2 separate regions of the Triticum aestivum genome follow, and region 1 is linked to region 2. The links are chromatin contacts, called in public Hi-C maps. All regions are on one chromosome and are shown on one strand. The core of a region is the stretch at or near the end of the contact, and the rest is flanking DNA. Distances in the headings are between cores, read along the strand shown.

Region 1 (5,279 bases), core at 237-2,736, 470 kb before region 2:
CTGTGCTTTCGGTCTTCGGTTCGAGGGGCTGTTCGTGGGCGGTACGAGGGATCGTTCATCGATGGTTCGAGGGACTCCAAGTATGATCTACACCTGCACGTTCTTCTTCCGCTGTAACTCGGTGACGGTAACGATTGTGATTCCAACCCGTTATGCATCTTCATATTGATCTTGGGTGATCGTATGCATGATTTTTTTGTTTTCTACTACGTTTTCCAACACTCAAGATATGTTGATTGTGACACCACTTCATTTTTTGGTTAAAAATCTTGTCATGTCCTTTATTGGCCAGGCTCAACAACGACAAATTTATGTTGATGTCTTGTTGAAGACGTCGCGTACTTGCTATTGTATTGGTCTTTATTGGTTGGCCTCGGCAACCATGATGAAAATCATTGTTCAAGCCATTCCGACGGGATGTGCCGAAGATGACGCGAGAAAGTTTATCCTTTCTTGAAGGCGTTGCCGCGGAAGAAGTCGACTTAGTCGTAGGTGTTTATTTTCATATCTTATAATCGCTCGGCCGGGACCGTCTCTGTTATGTACTCTATTTATAATATAATAAGAATGATTGTGTGCATCGCGTTGATGCACAGGCCGGGGGTTTAACCTCCTTTTTTTTAAAACATGGTATCCACCATAGGCCTTAACCTCTATTGCTGCATGCTCTTACCGTCTTCGTAGGATCTGACCATGATTACAGGAGCCATTGTTTTTGTTGCACTTGTTGCAATGACTGTTCTTGTTCGAGCTGTTGTAAGGAAGAGAAGACCATGCACTGCGTATGGGCCGATGCATGAATGATCACATCAGATTTGATTATCTAAACCAATTTTTTTTGACATTGTGGTGTGTTGTGTAAATTTTCGGATCAGATTGGGTTAATTTTGTTGCAATGGACGTCATTTGTTAAGCTTTTTGACGATTTGGTATGTGAACTTGACATGTATGGCCGTTTGTTTTTGGATGTGTTGGATGAACTTGCTACCTTATGATATTGCACTTGAAATTTGTGTTATGTTGATGTCATATAGTATGTGTCATGCTTGTCAATATATATTGTTATGTTGTTTGTCTTGAAAATACAAATGAAATGCTGCCAAAATTTTGAATTTTATGTTGTACCATTTTTATTTGAAATGCTGCGATGAACAGGACATTTTTTTTTTTTTTGAAATGAGCTAGCGTGACAATTGACATTGGGCAGCACATACTCCAGATTATCGTCCCTTAAGCGCACGAGAAACAACTGCGCGAGAAAAGATCACCAAGGTTGAGACCGAAAACAAAAACGGGACACAAGCGAACGGAAAGTCCCACCAAAATTACCGCGCTGCCCCTGATCCGCGGCCAATACCAACCGCTGCCCACGCTCAGCCGACGCAACCGCACGGTGGGTATTTTCGTCACGCCCGCCTGCTACACGCCACACGCGACGCCCTAGCGGAAACAGAAACTTTCTTTGGAAGGAAAAAAAAGATAAATCCCCAAAAAATCCGCGATCGCGTCCCTTCTCTCGCCCCCGCCCGTTCCCCTCCTCCAATCCCCAATCCCAATCCCTCCTCCGCCTATCCGGCCGCTGCTCGTATCCCATTCCGATTCGATTCGATTCGATTCCTCCAAGCCTCCACCCGCCGCGCCGCCGCCTGTCTCCGAATCCTAGTCCAGTTCGCTCTGCCCCGCCCCCCGCCGCCTCGTCGTCGGACTCGAGCCCCGGTGAATCCCCGCAGCCTCCCCGGAAGTTTCCGCATCTGCTTGCTTATATATGCTCGGAGCGTCCTCGGCGGTTCCCGCGGTGAGACGAGGAGTTCCGGTGGATTTGCGTACGCTCTGCCCGGGTTCCGCCCCTCTGCTGAGGATTCAGGGGGCGCAGGGTTTCATAATAGGCGCCGCTCCGGCGAACCTTTGGCCGTGGGATTGAGGTTTGGAAGCCGCCACGATGCCGAGGAGCACGCGACGCAGGTCCCGCAAGCACGACCGGGAGGAGCGGGACAGGTCGGACTCCGACGAGGATCCGCGGCCGCGGGAGCACGAGGACTGGAAGGCGGCCGCCGTTAGGGCCTCCAAGTGCTCGGAGGACCACGAGAAGCGGCCTGCAAAGCTTTCCAACGCGGGCGAGGCATCTGGTTCGTCGGCTGACGGGCAGAAGAAGAGGAAGAGCAGAGGGGAGAAGGATAATGCCACCGGGGATGACAGGTGGAGTTACGGCGAAGAGGATGAGAGAGTCGGTTACCATGACTCGAAGAAGTCCAGGAGTTCAGATGGTGATGAGAAGGGGAAGTCTGCAAGGAAGTCTAGTAAGGAGTATGATAGGGCCAACGAGGTTGCCGGAAGGAAGTCAGATAAAGAGGCATTATTGTTGGAGGAGCATACTTCCGGCGAGCATCACCGAGTGAAGGAGAGGGGGAGGGAGCTTGAGCCAGAGAAGTCAAAGGAAAGCAAGCAAGTGTTGACGCTGAAGGAAGACAGCACAGATCAGCAGCATAAGATTGTGAAGGATAGGAGTAAGGATCATGAAAAGGGGAGTGAGCGCAGGCATGATGCATCACTGAAAGCTACGCCAAGAAACAAAGAGGTGAAAACACGAGATTTGGACAGCGATAAAACGAAGAATTATTCCAATGGAGGAACTGATGGTAGGTATTTTTCAGCTTGCTCTTCATACTTAAAACTTGTTGGTAGATAGATAGTCATGATGAAGTATCACTTGCTATACTGGCCAAAGGATCATATGGAACATGAACACCTACCAGATTGCATAGTTCTTGTTGAGATATCGGTAACAACAGAAGGAGAAACTTCAAATGCTCAAGTTACTAAACTTAAAATTAGACTAGAATCTAATATTATATGATGTTATGAGTTTATGACCATATGAAAACTTTATTACTTGACCTTTGTCTGACTTTACTCATCGTGAAGAACATAACCTCCATTATGTAACATTTGCCTTAATCTGGTCCTATCTCACATCTGCTTGTCTTGTACTTCCTTGACTAGTGAATTTTTTTAATATAGGAAGAATCCCTGGCTTTTGTTTCATGTAGTATGACTCATGAGTCACAGTATTATAGCTTTGCCCACAGTCTAGTGAGAGTTGGTGTTGCTATTTGTTGTTTGTGCATGCTATTCTACCTGGCTATTTCCTCTGCTTCAACCAGAATTCCATACTACATGTCAGCTAAAATTTTAGTTTTCATGATACCTTGCAAATTACTTATGGCTTCTGCTTCTCTTGTTATCCTTGATCCTTCCCAAAGGTATAAACATATGTTGGTACTACCCATGAGTCACCCACCTTGCATTGGGATTGAGTGCATATAAGGGCCTAAATCTAACGTTTATATTGAGCACCCACATGCCATATGGATTTGCATGCCAGTGTCAGTTAGTTGTGCAAAATTGGTGACACATCTTTGCTCATTTAAGCCTGCACAAATGTTGCATGCTTTTGTACAATATATTAAACCTTTACATTGTATGTACACACATGTGTGAGTTGCAGAGTTCAACTGTCTAGTTTGTTTTGATGATTTATTGATTAGGATTGTGTTAGGCTGCACACACAATTATGCGGGTTTACATGTCTGGGCGGAGGGAATGTAATTTATAAGTAAATGAACCATGTTTTCAGTTGACAAGATGGATATGTGTAATAAGTTTTATTGTGGCTTGTTTCTATGAAGTGGTAGAATGGATGTGATTCGAAATAGTTTATGCTGTCTTATTTGTTATCTTTTTTTTGCGGGTCTTATTTGTTATCTATTTGTTTTTATCAATTTTCAAAATAAGCTCTCTGACGATCATAGCCACTCAACAATTATCTAGTCTTGTCCATCACTTCATTTGTTATATTTGTGTATGCTCTGTATACTTCTTCTCATAAGGATACAGCCTACATCATGATTATTTGCTATGGTTTAATTAGCCTACAAAATCCAGCAAGTGGTAATATGGTCATAATCTTAGGACCGTAATACCGTAGTAATCAAGAGAGTATTGGTGTGGGTTTGTTGGGAGCTGGGCCTTCTGATCATGTTTTATATATCTGAAGCATTTATATATAATTTCTATTGATATTATTTTATTTGTCTTTCTATTAGCAGACCGTCATCGTGAAGATGAGTTGCACGATGGAGAATCTGAAAAGAATGGGAGGCACAGGAAAACAAAGGAACAGTCTGCTGCGAAAGATGAGTTACAAAGCAGCAGCAAGGGAAGGCAAACCATGCCTCGGGATGCTCGTACCAAAACTGATGGATGTTACGAGCAGCAACACACAGATGAGAAATTGAAAGATGACATGCCTAGAGGTGTGGAAAAACATAGAGAAGAAAAATATAGAGATGATAGGTCCAAAGCTCAGGACAGGCATAAAAGTAACAAACACAAAGACGATAGGCATAAAGATGAGGAACTGCATAGAGATGAAAGGTACAAAGAGGAAAGGTTGAGACATGAAGATAGACATAGGGATGTAAAATACAAAGGGGAAAGAACTAAAGAGGAGGACCGATATAAGGACGAAAGATACAAAGATAAGCCTAGAGATGAAGAGAAACCTAGGAATGAAAGATCTGATAACAGCTCTAGAGAGAAACATCGAGATGAAGAGAAATCTAGGAATGAAAGATCTGATAACAGCTCTAGAGAGAAACATCGAGATGATCTTTATAGATATCATAGGAGTCAAGATGGTGGATCATGGGATGTGCGATCCTCAAAGGACAGCACTAGAGACAGGTCATTGGAAAAGCACTGCAAAGAGGAACATAATTATTCAGAGAGCAGGCACAATAAAAGTAGACTCCATGACAGCAAAGGGAAGAAAAGGTCTTATGAAGAAAGCGGTCATAATGGTGATCTGGAACCCAGGAATGCAAAAGAATATCATGGAGATGCTAAACGCAGGTCTGATGTAAGCTCATTTGTTTCCAATGAAGACCGTAGGCGAGAATATGAGAAGGTTGATTCTCGGAGGAGGGATTTTGAGAGGAAGAGCCCCACCAGATCCAGCACATATCCTGTGAAGGAGCAAAGCAGGTAATTTTCTGAAACTGTTGACCACATTCTTCTCCGCATTACATTACATTTCAACTGTTCAAATTGGAGTGACCGCATCTTTATATCTACCTTTGTGTCTTTAGAATTTGATTTTGTTGAATAAATTATTTATGTTCTGTAATGGTACAAATACACAAGGATAGGAAGATCAACAACTGAAGTAAAGAAACCCAGTTCTCCTCTGCCAAGTAATAAAAGCACCACTGACTCGTTAT
Region 2 (5,338 bases), core at 589-3,088:
AGAATAACACCTTAAGACACAAATCAACCAAAACCCTAATGTCACCTAGATACTCCAATGTCACCTCAAGTATCCGTGGGTATAATTATACGATATGCATCACACAATCTCAGATTCATCCATTCAACCAACACAAAGGACCTCAAAGAGTGCCCCAAAGTTATACCGGAGAATCACGACGAAAACGTGTGCCAACCCCTATGCATAGGTTCATGGGCGGAACCCGCAAGTTGATCACCAAAACATACATCAAGTGAATCACGCGATATCCCATTGTCACCACAGATATCCACGGCAAGACATACATCAAGTGTTCTCAAATCTTTAAAGACTCAATCCGATAAGATAACTCCAAAGGGGAAACTCAATTCATTACAAGAGAGTAGAGGGGGAGGAGAAACATAAGATCCAACTATAATAGCAAAGCTCGCGATACATCAAGATCGTGCCAAATCAAGAACACGAGAGAGAGAGAGAGAGAGATCAAACACATAGCTACTGATACATACCCTCAGCCCCGAGGAAGAACTACTTCCTCCTCGTCATGGAGAGCACCGGGATGATGAAGATGACCACCGGGGAAGGATTGCCCCCTCCGGCATGGTGCCGGAACGGGTCTATATTGGCTTTCGATGGCTACGGAGACTTCTGGTGGCGGAACTCCCGATCTAATCTCCTCATGGATGTTTTTAGGGTATATGGAGATATATAGGCGGAAGAAGTACGTCAGGGGGGCCACGAGGGGCTCACGAGCGTGGAGGGCGCGCCTAGGGGGGTGGGCGCGCCCCCTGCCTCGTGACCTCCTCGCAGATCCCCCGACGTGCACTCCAAGTCTTCTGGGCTTCTTTCCTTCCAAAAATGAGTTCCGTGAAGTTTTAGGTCAATTGGACTCCGTTTGATTTTCCTTTTCTTCGAAACCCTAAAACAGGGTAAAAACAGAAACTGGCACTGGGCTCTGGGTTAATAGGTTAGTCCCAAAAATGATATAAAAGTGTATAATAAAGCCCATAAACATTCAAAACAGTAGATAATATAGCATGGAGCAATCAAAAATTATTGATACGTTGGAGACGTATCACCCGACGCATGTACCGGATCTCTGCTCCGCTCACCCATGGCATGGCGTTTCCTCCAAAGCTCCTTCTTTGAGGGGGGCGGCTGCACCCATGGCGCCGAAGGCGGCACGGGAACAGGCTGCATCTCCGCCTCCGCCCGCGGTCCGCGGACCTCCGAGCCCTCCGACTCCGAGGAGATCCCCAACCCCGAGACCACCGGTCGCTCACCAGGTGGCCTGAAGGTGGAGGTCACAGATATCGGGCTCGAGGCCATGGCGCGGGAGCGGCGTGAGCGCGAGACACAGAGGGAGGAGAGGGGAGGTGGCCGCTGCGGTCGGAGTGACCCACGGCGTGAGCGCTGGGCGCGGTGGACGCCGGCGCCGGAGTGGCGCTCGGCGGGGGCGGGAAGGGGGGAGGGGCGAGGGCTTGGCACTAGTACTGAAATCGATCATTTCGACAACGGCGCACCAAGGACAGGACGTCGGCGAGCAGCCCGTCTGGGAGACCCATGGCCACGTCATCTACGGTCCGATCACCGGCTTCGGAGTATGGCCACGGCGTCAGGTCGGAGCGAAGCAGAGGCGGCGGCGATCGGGAGTTCCCTTCCGGGTCCGGCACAGAGAAGGACAGCCCCCACCCCCACGGTCCGAGCAACAGAAGGGCCCCAGCCAGAATCCAATGGCCGAGGAACCGATTCTCACGTCAGCGCCCGCCACACGGCACCAGCCAGCGGCCCAGGACCCATCCAGATCCGCGCGAAAACTCTGTTCGCCCCCGCCCGACCATCTCGCGGCGTTGGGTCGTCTTCCCCACCTCTCACTCCCCTTCGCCTCGCCTCTTCCTACTGGAGCACTGGTTCCGACCCCGACAGACAACTTGTTCCAAAAACTTCAAAACGCAACCCGCACGTCCCACCCCACCCCACCCCAATCCCTCGGGCGCCCGGACGGAGGGAACCCGAAATTTTCGGCTCCGCGTCGGCGCGCATCGTCCCTATCCGCCTCCGCCTCCGCCTCGAATCCCATCCCCATCTCGGAGCCGACCGAACAACCCCCCTCCCCCGACCGACCTTAAATCCCCACTCCTCGGCGCCGCCGGAACCCTAAGGACCCAAATCCGCCGCCCCGATTCGGGGTTCCAGGGCGTCGCGCGTCCCCACCCCCATGCCCTAGCCGCCGCCGGCGCCAGTGCCATGCTCGCCTCCCGCATCCCGCCCAAGCGCTGCACCGCCGCCGTCCCGTACGAGCTGGAGCCCCCCGCCGCCGCCGCCGAGGGCATGCCGCCCGCCAAGCGCCGCCGGGAGCGCGTCCTGCCCTCGCGGTTCAGGGACTCGGCCGTCCTCCTGCCGCCGCCCGCCAAGAAGGCCTGCAAGGCCCCCGCGCCGCCCAAGGTCGAGGACAGGGACGGCCAGGTGTACGAGGTGGAGGTGCGCGCCGTCGGCCCGAAAGGCTCCGCCTTTGGGGCCGTGCAGACCGAGGTGTGGACCGGCGAGCCCGCGCAGACGGAGGAGGAGCTGTACCGGGCATGCCGGAACATCAGCAGGAGCGGCAGTTCGGGCTGTTTCAGTGGAAGCGTTGTCACTTCCGTGAGCAATGCTGGTGAGAAATGCGCGCCGGAGAAGACGCCCGTGGTGGGCGCTGTGGTCCCGTCCACGAGCAATGCTGGTACTGGAAATGTCGGGCTGGAGGGGAGGTCCCCGGTGGTGGAGTGCAAGCCAAAGCAGGAGGCCGAGGTCAGGAGAGAGGATTTCTACTGGCCAGAGGATTTTGTGCTCGGGGACGTGGTGTGGGCAAGGTCGGGGAAGAAGAGCCCCGCGTGGCCGGCGTTAGTGATCAACCCGCTGCAGCACGCCCCGGAGGTTGTGCTCAACTCTTGCGTCCCCGGCGCGCTCTGCGTCATGTTCTTCGGTTACTCTGCCGGCGGCCAAAACAGGGTAATTTATTTATTACAGTTTCCTGGATAAGCGCTGCAGTTCTCTTTTCCTGGTTGAATTGGTTGGTTTATGAACCAAACGGTTCCTTTCTGTTTCTCTTTCCGTGGGCTCACATTACCGTCTTCATTTGTAGGACTATGGATGGGTCAAGCAAGGGATGATCTTTCCCTTTGTGGAGTACCTAGATAGGTTCCAGGGACAATCTCTCCATAAGCTTAAGCTCAAGCCAAGCAAATTCCGTGCAGCAATTGAGGAGGCTTTCCTTGCCGAGCGCGGCTTTTTTGAGCTCCAAATGGACGGGGTCTGCTCTCTGGACAAGTCTGTGAATGAGCAGTCTGTCACCGATGGCGCACGTGAAGTGACTGGTTCTAATAACGAGCAGGAGTGTCAATCTCATTCTCAGGTAATTGGACGTGTGGAGTTGTAATAGCTGAGCTTGTAGCTGCCTCATTTATTACAGTTCCTCGGCTAGGCTGCTATCTAATTTATTTACTGTGTTGCAGGTTGTCGTTAAATTAGCAGCATGTTGCGATAGCTGCGGTAATCGTCTTCCATCCAAGATTTCAAAGAAAAAGAAGCAAGAAACAGAGCAGTTACTTTGTAGGCACTGTGAAAAGGTATGTATGTCTCTGGCATGTGACTGAACGAAGGTGCTTCATATGTTCTAGTAACTCGATTCATTTCTATTTAGTGCCTTACATGGGTAAATACTATTATTTCTGCAGCTATTGCAGTCAAAGCAATACTGTGGCATATGCAAGAAAATTTGGCATCACACAGATGGCGGAAACTGGGTAAGCCTTGAAACCGCTTTGGTGATGGTATATAGATTATCTTCTCTTGATTTTTGTAGGCATTGACCTGCAATCCGTTTCTTGGCAGGTATGCTGTGATGAGTGCCAGATTTGGGTTCATGTAGAATGCGACCGGACATGCAGTGACCTGGAGGTTGTTTGTTCACCTTTGTTTGGTGTTGAGATTTTAATGTCATGATGTTTGTTATATATATGTAATATGTTGTTTGGTGTTGAGATTTTAATGTCATGATGTTTGTTATATATATGTAATATGCAATGCTTCCAGGGATAGGCTTCACTGACTACACATTATTTTGCAGGATTTAGAAAATACCGAGTATTTCTGTCCTGATTGTAAGTCTAAACGCAAGAGAGTAATGAAAGTTGAACAAACGAGCACCTCCAATAGTTCAGAGTGAGTTATTCATTTCTTTCTCAAACCTATGGATGTCTGTTGGCTGTTATAATAAATAAAAAATGCCAGTTTCTAACATGTCCCAGCATAGATTTGCCAGCACTTCAAAGGAAAAGTTGCCTGAATCCATACCTGTGTGCTGCTCTGGGATGGAAGCATTGTACTTGCCAGAAAAGCACATGTAAGCATTTGACATATCTTCTACTGAATCTTCAGATTACATGTTTCTTTAAATTTGCATCAATACTCTATCTGAATCTAATGTTTTATTATTTTAAGTAGGAGTACTATATTTTTTTGTATTAAGTCAACTGTTCAGAAAGAAATACTAAAATTATTAAACATGCCATCTTTTCTTTTCGTGGAGCAGCAACTTTCCTCTTTTGGTTCATTTTCTGGGCTAGAAAAATTGACCTGAGAGCTAAAGTACAAGTGCACAAACATATGTTACCGAATCGAAGTGGCTACTGTATACTTGCAATTGGTCCTTTAACCTTCACTTGGTGCATAAGCAAGTGACTTTTAGGTCGCTTTAGTTCTTACCGTAGTCACCCCTAGGATTGGTCACTTTTGTGATGGGAATTCATATGATGTTTAGGGGCCAGAAGCAATAAAAACCATCACACAGTTGCTAGCGGTCTTCATGTTGCATTGATTTCCTTATGTGTGCTTGCATCATTGCACGGTTGCACCAGTATTAGTATTTGAGTATTGTTTTTGCTGGCAGGATATTATGTGAATGCAGGTCTTGCAAGAAAAAGATGATGACTCTGAATGAGTGGGAGAGGCATACTGGCTCAAGGAAGAAAAATTGGAAGATGAGTATTAAACTCAAGGGCACTGGGGAGCCACTAATTGACTTGGTAAGCTCTCAGGATCTTCATCAACTTGGACGTCTGTGGTTCAACATAATATGTGAATGCTATATATACCTAGTTAGTTGATCCCCACTAACTCCAATTCTCTCAACATGCAACTATGCCAACTGACCATGCCACTGTGCATGGGAAAAGATCTACCTTAACATGCCACACGCATGCTACTCATATTCAATATTTTTTCTACAACTATACAATAATCAAATATAATAAATATATTAGTTTCAATTCTCAGATTATTAATCCAAATATTAATACTT

Evidence for each region. Hi-C and Micro-C count contacts between places; a contact is called where the count stands out from the background.
Region 1: a contact with region 2 is called in a Hi-C map of leaf, with 2.8 times the contacts expected there. The contact joins the promoter of LOC123060693 here to the promoter of LOC123060691 in region 2. A contact is called at or near these places in 2 of 5 Hi-C or Micro-C datasets (both in leaf) and 1 of 1 datasets of contacts at active chromatin or transcription factors (leaf).

What each region holds. Positions count from the first base shown.
Region 1 is chr3A:136,016,183-136,021,461 of IWGSC CS RefSeq v2.1, reverse strand. It overlaps LOC123060693, which reads left to right and starts at 1,486. Exons shown (of 5, transcript XM_044483514.1): 1 at 1,486-2,636; 2 at 4,107-5,043. The coding sequence starts at 1,940.
Region 2 is chr3A:135,548,964-135,554,301 of IWGSC CS RefSeq v2.1, reverse strand. LOC123060691 (histone-lysine N-methyltransferase ATX4) reads left to right here and starts at 1,838. Exons shown (of 22, transcript XM_044483511.1): 1 at 1,838-2,988; 2 at 3,122-3,391; 3 at 3,492-3,605; 4 at 3,714-3,782; 5 at 3,871-3,936; 6 at 4,106-4,200; 7 at 4,301-4,381; 8 at 4,928-5,063. The coding sequence starts at 2,248.